2 separate regions of the Sus scrofa genome follow, and region 2 is linked to region 1. A link is a contact called in public HiChIP or PLAC-seq data. All regions are on one chromosome and are shown on one strand. The core of a region is the stretch at or near the end of the contact, and the rest is flanking DNA. Distances in the headings are between cores, read along the strand shown. Region 1 holds the start of ZNF140 (zinc finger protein 140). Region 2 holds the start of GOLGA3 (golgin subfamily A member 3).

Region 1 (3,141 bases), core at 296-2,795:
TAGGAGACAACTAGGACAAGAAGAGAAGTGACACTAAAAGCAGATGCACTAATTAGGAATGGCTGGCCTTTTTTTTTTTTTTTCCTGTCTTTTTAGGGCAGCACCAGGAGCCTATGTAAATTCCCAGGCTAGGGTTGAATGGGAGCTGCAGCCAAAGAACTACACACCACAGCCACAGCAAGACCCGGATCCTTAACCCACTGAAAGAGGCCAGGGATTGAACTCTAGTCCTCACGCATATTAGTCAGGTTGCTACCGCTGAGCCACACCTTGAACTCTCTAGTTGGCCTTATTCCCCACCTCTGTGAAGCACAACTGCCAGCATGGCATTTAGCCTCAACCACAGCAATAATTAGTGTTCCTTGCTAAAGAAACTAAACGTCATGCCTGAAAAATGAGCTCTGTGAGTTCAAAGATGTTGTTTTGCTCCCTGCAGATCCCCAAGTCCTAGGACACGTCGCGCATTAAACCACCAGAAGGGGCTGTCAATGTGCAGACCGCACACCCAGTTTCTGGTCCACAAGCCCGGGTTGGGGCTCTTGGATATACATTTCCAAGAAATTATTTGGTGATACTAACAGTGCTGTACCAGGGCTCACACACTGAGACCACTGGTACGGGAAGTAGACAATAAAAATAATGCCAATTAACGCAGAGGGAATGAGACCTTCTAATACCCGGGGGGAAGAGGAACATGACAGCCAGGTCAGAAACCTGCCCACGCCGGGCCTGCGCCCCCTGCCCCCACCCCACCAGAACCCTCTTCCCTCCCCGGATGTACACGAGAGAGAAAGGGGCGAGGGTGGGGGGAGCACGGGGTCGGGGAGGAATGTTTTAGGAGAAAGCAAGCCTCTCTCCCCCAGAAAGGCACACCAGCTTACCCAAGACATGGCTCCCGGCAGGGCCCGCGGAAAGCAGAAAATGCGGACGGCAGGGCTGGCAGGGAGAGAAAGATGCTGAATGCGGGGGCCGAAGGGCCGCGCCAGGTAACGGGCCCGGACCAGGGTGCCGCGGCTCCGCATTCCCCGCCCTTGTCACACAGCTGCACGGGCCCGGGACAACCCCCTCGCCGCTGCGGAGGGGCTCCGGGCCCGGACCTGACCCGAGCCCGGACCTGACCCGCGCCCGCCGCGCCACCGCCTTTAAGGGGGCTGCACCTCGGGGCGTTTCCTCCTCGCTGCAGGCCATGCGGGCCCACGCTTCCCCAGCTTGGGATGGAGCCCCCGCCCCCGGCCCCGGCGGGGATCGGCGTGGCAGGGCGGGCCCTTCCCCTACCTCGGCCCGCGCAGGCCAGGCGCTCAGCTCTTGGCTCTGCGAGCAGTGACTCCGCGCCGGCGCCCCGCAAACTGCGCCTTCCGGAGCCTCAGAGACGGACGCGAACCAAGCCAGGGCCTGCCGCGGCTCGGCTTCCCAAGACCCACCGCGGTCTCCGCGCATCGTGGGCAACTCGCCCACACACACTACAACTCCCAGGAGGCGCCGCGCCCACGGGGCGGGGGGGCGGGGACGAGCTTCAGTTAGGCGCATTTCCCAGGGCCCACCGCGGCCGCAGCCTCCTACAGAGCAGTCCTCCCCACTCAGACTACAACTTCCAGAACCGACTGCAGCCCCAATACCTCCCTTGAGGACCCCCCATCCCTGACAGCTGCAATGGCTGACTGTATCGGTGAACTGAAGGAAAGGACCTGAGCCAGGAATGCCATTGAAGGCTACTGCCTTCCGTATCCTGGATTCTAGGAGCTGCGGGTCAGGGGAGACTGAGTCAAGATGTTACCCAATCAGGTACGGCTTCTCGAAGCTCGAAAAATCAATGCTTGGGAGAGACAAATGTTGGTGTCAGGGAAAGGTGCTTTTATTCAGAATGCCGGCAATTCGGAGAAATGATGGATTCAGTGTCCCCAAAAGCCACCTCTCAGGATTCTGCTGGGCCATGAAAGTTTTAAAATGAAGTCATCTCAGTTAATGGGTCGGGGGGAGTTGTCAGGTTGCTGGCTTGTGAACCCGGTGATGTAGTTTGGTCGCAAAGTTTGTTGCAAGATTACTGAAGAGGAAGCTAGGGAAGCATTGTTTAGTCATCTGTTAATTGCTCTTTCTTTCTTTCTTTCTTTTCTTTCCTTCTTTCTTTCTTTCCTTCCTTCTTTCTTTCTTTCCTTCCTTCCTTCTTTCCTTCTTTCCTTCCTTCCTTCCTTCTTTCTTTCTCTCTTTCTTTTTTTTAAAGGCCGCCCGAGGCATTTGGAGTTCCCAGGGACAAGAATCAGATCCCAGCCACAGCTTCGACCTAAGCCACTGTGCCAGGCATGTAACCTACGTCCCAGCGCTCACAAGATGCTCCCAAGACCCCACAGATCCTATTGTGCCACAGCAGGAATTCCTGCTTATTCTTTAGACAAGATATTATGTGATCAAAAGATTTGAAAGGTGTGCTAGCGCTGGAGCTGAACAGGGGGGTTCCTGGTTTAAAAGTTAGTTGCAATGTAGCTTTGCTAAAGTGACCAGGAAAGGGGCCTCCTGCTGAGGTTGGTTTCCTGCAAAGAGCTGCTTGCAAAGAAACAGTTTAAAAGAAGATTGTAGGGAGTTATCTTGTGATGCAGTGGGTTAAAGATCCGGCACTGTCATCGCAGCAGCTCAGGTTGCTGCTGTGATGTGGGTTTGATCCCTGACCTGGAAGCTTCCACATGGCGTGGACGTGGCCAAACATATAGCTAAACAGAATAAATAAGTAAAAGAAGAGTGTAGGAGTTCCATTGTGGCGCAGGGGAAATGAATCCGACTAGGAACCATGAGGTTGCAGGTTCAATCCCTGGCCTCGCTCAGTGGGTTAAGAATCTGGCGTTGCTGTGAGCTGTGGTATAGGTCAAGGACACAGCTTGGATCTGATGTTGCTGTGGCTGTGGCATAGGCCTGCAGCTATAGCTCCAATTGGACCCCTAGCCTGGGAACCTCCATATGCCACAGGTGTGGCCCTAAAAAAAAATGTGTAAAGGACCCATTAATGAATTGGATATGGTTGATGGGGGAGAAGGAGGAACTAGTTTTCTTGTTTGGGTGTTTACAGTTCATTCTGTAAAACCTCTTCAACCACTATGTTATCCATTCTACTGTTCACCTTCTACTTAAACCACAGATGACTTGCCTGTATCT
Region 2 (3,141 bases), core at 317-2,816, 150 kb after region 1:
GTGTAGGTTGCAGACGTGGCTCGGATCCCGTGTGGCTGTGGCTCTGGCGTAGGCTGGCAGCTACAGCTCCAATTGGACCCCTAGCCTGGGAACCTCCATATGCCACGGGAGCAGCCCAAGAAATGGCAAAAAGACAAAAACAAACAAACAAACAAACAAACAAACAAACAAAAAAACCAAAAAAAAAAAACCCAAAAAGAACTACTTGTAAAAAAAAAAAATAGTACTTGGCATACATGGGCCACAGTGAATTGGAAGGAGGGAGGGAGGGAAGGAAGGTAGGAAGGAAAGAAGAAAGGTGGGTTGGCTAGTGGATAACAAAACAGGGTATATCTAAATAAGTATTATGCAGCTGTGAAAGGAGCTAAGTTCTGAAACATGGTAACACACAGATGAACCTCAAAATACTATGCTAAGTAAAAGAGAAGGCAGTCACAAAAGGCCACATGGTGTGAGATTTTATTTATATGAAATGTACAGAATAGGCCAATCAATAGAGAAAGAAAACAGATTAGTGGTTGTCAGGGGCTGGTGGAGGGGAACAGAGTGTATATGGACAAGAGGGATCCTTGGAGCTATCAAAGTGTTCTACAACAAACTGCAATAGATCCAGCTTCAACTAAATGGATTAAGCTCAGTGTTATTTACTAAAATTTAGTAAGTGTAACTGAACTTACTTTAAAAATCATTGAACTGAACACATAAAATGGGCTAATTATATTGTATACACATAATACCTTAATAATAAATAATAATAATAAAAATAAGGAGTTCCTGCTGTGGCACAATGGGATTGGCAGTGTCTCTGCTACTCTGGGACATAGGTTCAATCCCTGGCCTGGCATGGTTGGTTAAGCTGTGGGTTGCCACAGGTGTGGCATAGGTGGTAACTTTGGCTTGGATCTGATCTCTGGCTGCGGAACTTCTTATGCTGAGGGTCTGCCAAAATGAAAAAAAGAATAAAGTGGGAGGAATCTTCCACCCCATATTGTGGCTTGCTGTAAAGCTATTTTGGTGAAGACTGTGGTGTTACAAGAAGGCATGGAGATCAATGGACCAGGGCAGAGAACCCAGAAACATTCAACAAACAGCCAACTGATTTTTTTTTTTTTTTGGCTTTGCCCACAGCACGTGGAAGTTTCTGGGCCAGGGAAGGAACCCGTGCCATAGCAGGGACCCAAGCCGCTGCAGTGACAACGCCAGATCCTTAACCCACCGTGCCACAAGAGAACTCCTTTGTGTTCTTTACCTAAACCCTAAAAGCCCTTCACCTAAACCTCATGCCTATGCCAACAATGTTTTTTTTAAAGATAAAACACTGCTACCGCCCCAAAGCAGGAGTCACTTTTGCACTGGTACCTGAAAGATAAGTGAGGACTGGCGCGGTGGAAGGTTGGTGCTCAGGGGCGACGAACAGGTGCCAGAGCCACAACTCTGCACCTCACAGACCCCACCCCCGCGTGCTTACTAGCCAACCCCCAACGAGGTAGGGGCGGGGTGGAATGGCTACGCCGACACCCTGACAGCTAGGGCGGGGCGGGGACCAGAGCCTGGCCACGCCACTTCCGCCGGAAGCTCAATTGTCCGGCTTCCTGTCGGAGTTGGTCCGGCCAGTCCCGAAGCTACTTTTTAACAAGGGAAGGTGCTCCAAATTCGCTTCCTGAAGTCCGTCTCAGGCGAGTTTCGACTAGGCTGGATTCCAGCCCTGCGGCCGGAGCATTCGGGGCCCGAGGGCAGCTGCTGGCTAACAGAAGAGGGCTTTCTCTCTTCCGGAACGGAGACAGCGCACGCAGGCTTCCGGGGGGTCATTTTCCGTCGCCGCGCCGTGCTCCGCCCCCCGCGCAGCCACGTCTCAGCCAGAGCAGCCGGGCCGGGCGTTCGCCGCGGCTTCCGCAGCGCAGGGGTGAGGGTCGTGGGGCGGTGCCTGGGCAGAGGCTTGGGCTGGGGAAGGCGTGGGGAACAGGAGGACAGCGGTTGGGTCGGGGCCAGGGACAGGCGAAGGGCGGCTGGGCTTTGGGCGCACGCGAAGGGCCGGCCAAGGCTCCACCTGGAGCGGCAACGCCCCGCGCTAGTCCGGCTCCTCACCGTTGGTAGCCTCTGGGCCTAGAAGCTGCACTGTGCAGCTGTTAGCGGAACCGGCCTCATAAATATCCCAACATTCGCGTTCTTCCGTAGTGCTGTCCACGCGCGCCGGGGAGTAATTTGTTCAGAGGTTCCCACGGCTGCTGTTGGAGCTGCAGAGAAACATCTCTTGTCCTTGTGTAGAAGTTCTGTCAAGATGACAGGCGTGACATGGTGTCCGGTGGTTAGTGTGAAGCCTGGTTTAAAGAATCCGTGTGTGCTCTGCTCTCTCTCCACCTCGAGTCCATCTCATTTCTGGGTGTTTCACCAGAATGTGTTTCATAGCGGTGTTTTCATCAGTGTAGTGATAATTTCCAGAGGGAGTGGGACCAGGCGTCGTCTCTAGTATGATGCAGGTGAACAGCTCGACCTTCATTCAACAGCTCTTTGCTGAGTGTCGGTCGTGCCCGGCACTGTTCACTGTAGATCCTGGGTGATAGGATTGGAGTCGTGTCAGGGCCTCACTGAGCTCGCGCTGTAGTGGAGGGATACAGACAGTAAATGAAGCCATTTCTGAGAGAGTATTGCGTGGTGCTTGGGCCAGATCTATAAGAAGGTCTTGGGGGAGGTGACTTTTGAGTCAAAGCCTCTATGACAAGAAACTAGCCATGCAAACATGCGATAAGACTGTTTCAGGCAAGATGACCAAGTGTGAAGCCCTGAGGGAGGAGTAAATTGGTGTTTTTTTAGATACAGTATGGCAAGCGTGTAATGAAAAAGGAAGAAAGTGAGAGGGGACAAGGATGCAATGTAGGAAGGGGCTAGACGGTATGCAGCTTCCTAGTTCGTGGTAAGAGGCTTAGATTTTATTGTCAGTGTGATTGAAAACCACTGGGACATTGTAAGCCATTTACTGGGGACTCATGGTTTTTTTTTTAACATTTTAAATTATCCCTTAAATATTGCAAACATTACTGGAGTGATAGCTTTCAGTTGCAGTGCACCTCGAATGGTAAGAAAAGGAAATAAAAATCATATGACATAACTCAAATTCAGAAGTAGTCTTTTTTATTTTTTTTA

What was found. HiChIP or PLAC-seq counts read pairs in DNA pulled down with a chosen protein or histone mark.
Region 2: a contact with region 1 is called in an H3K27ac HiChIP or PLAC-seq map of alveolar macrophages. The contact joins the promoter of GOLGA3 here to the promoter of ZNF140 in region 1. A contact is called at or near these places in 2 of 2 datasets of contacts at active chromatin or transcription factors (alveolar macrophages and skeletal muscle).

The regions. Positions count from the first base shown.
Region 1 is chr14:22,541,240-22,544,380 of Sscrofa11.1, forward strand. ZNF140 (zinc finger protein 140) reads right to left here and starts at 1,546. Exons shown (of 4, transcript XM_021072894.1): 1 at 1,276-1,546; 2 at 882-936. The coding sequence starts at 1,527.
Region 2 is chr14:22,687,738-22,690,878 of Sscrofa11.1, forward strand. It overlaps GOLGA3 (golgin subfamily A member 3), which reads left to right and starts at 1,567. Exons shown (of 24, transcript XM_021073868.1): 1 at 1,567-1,676.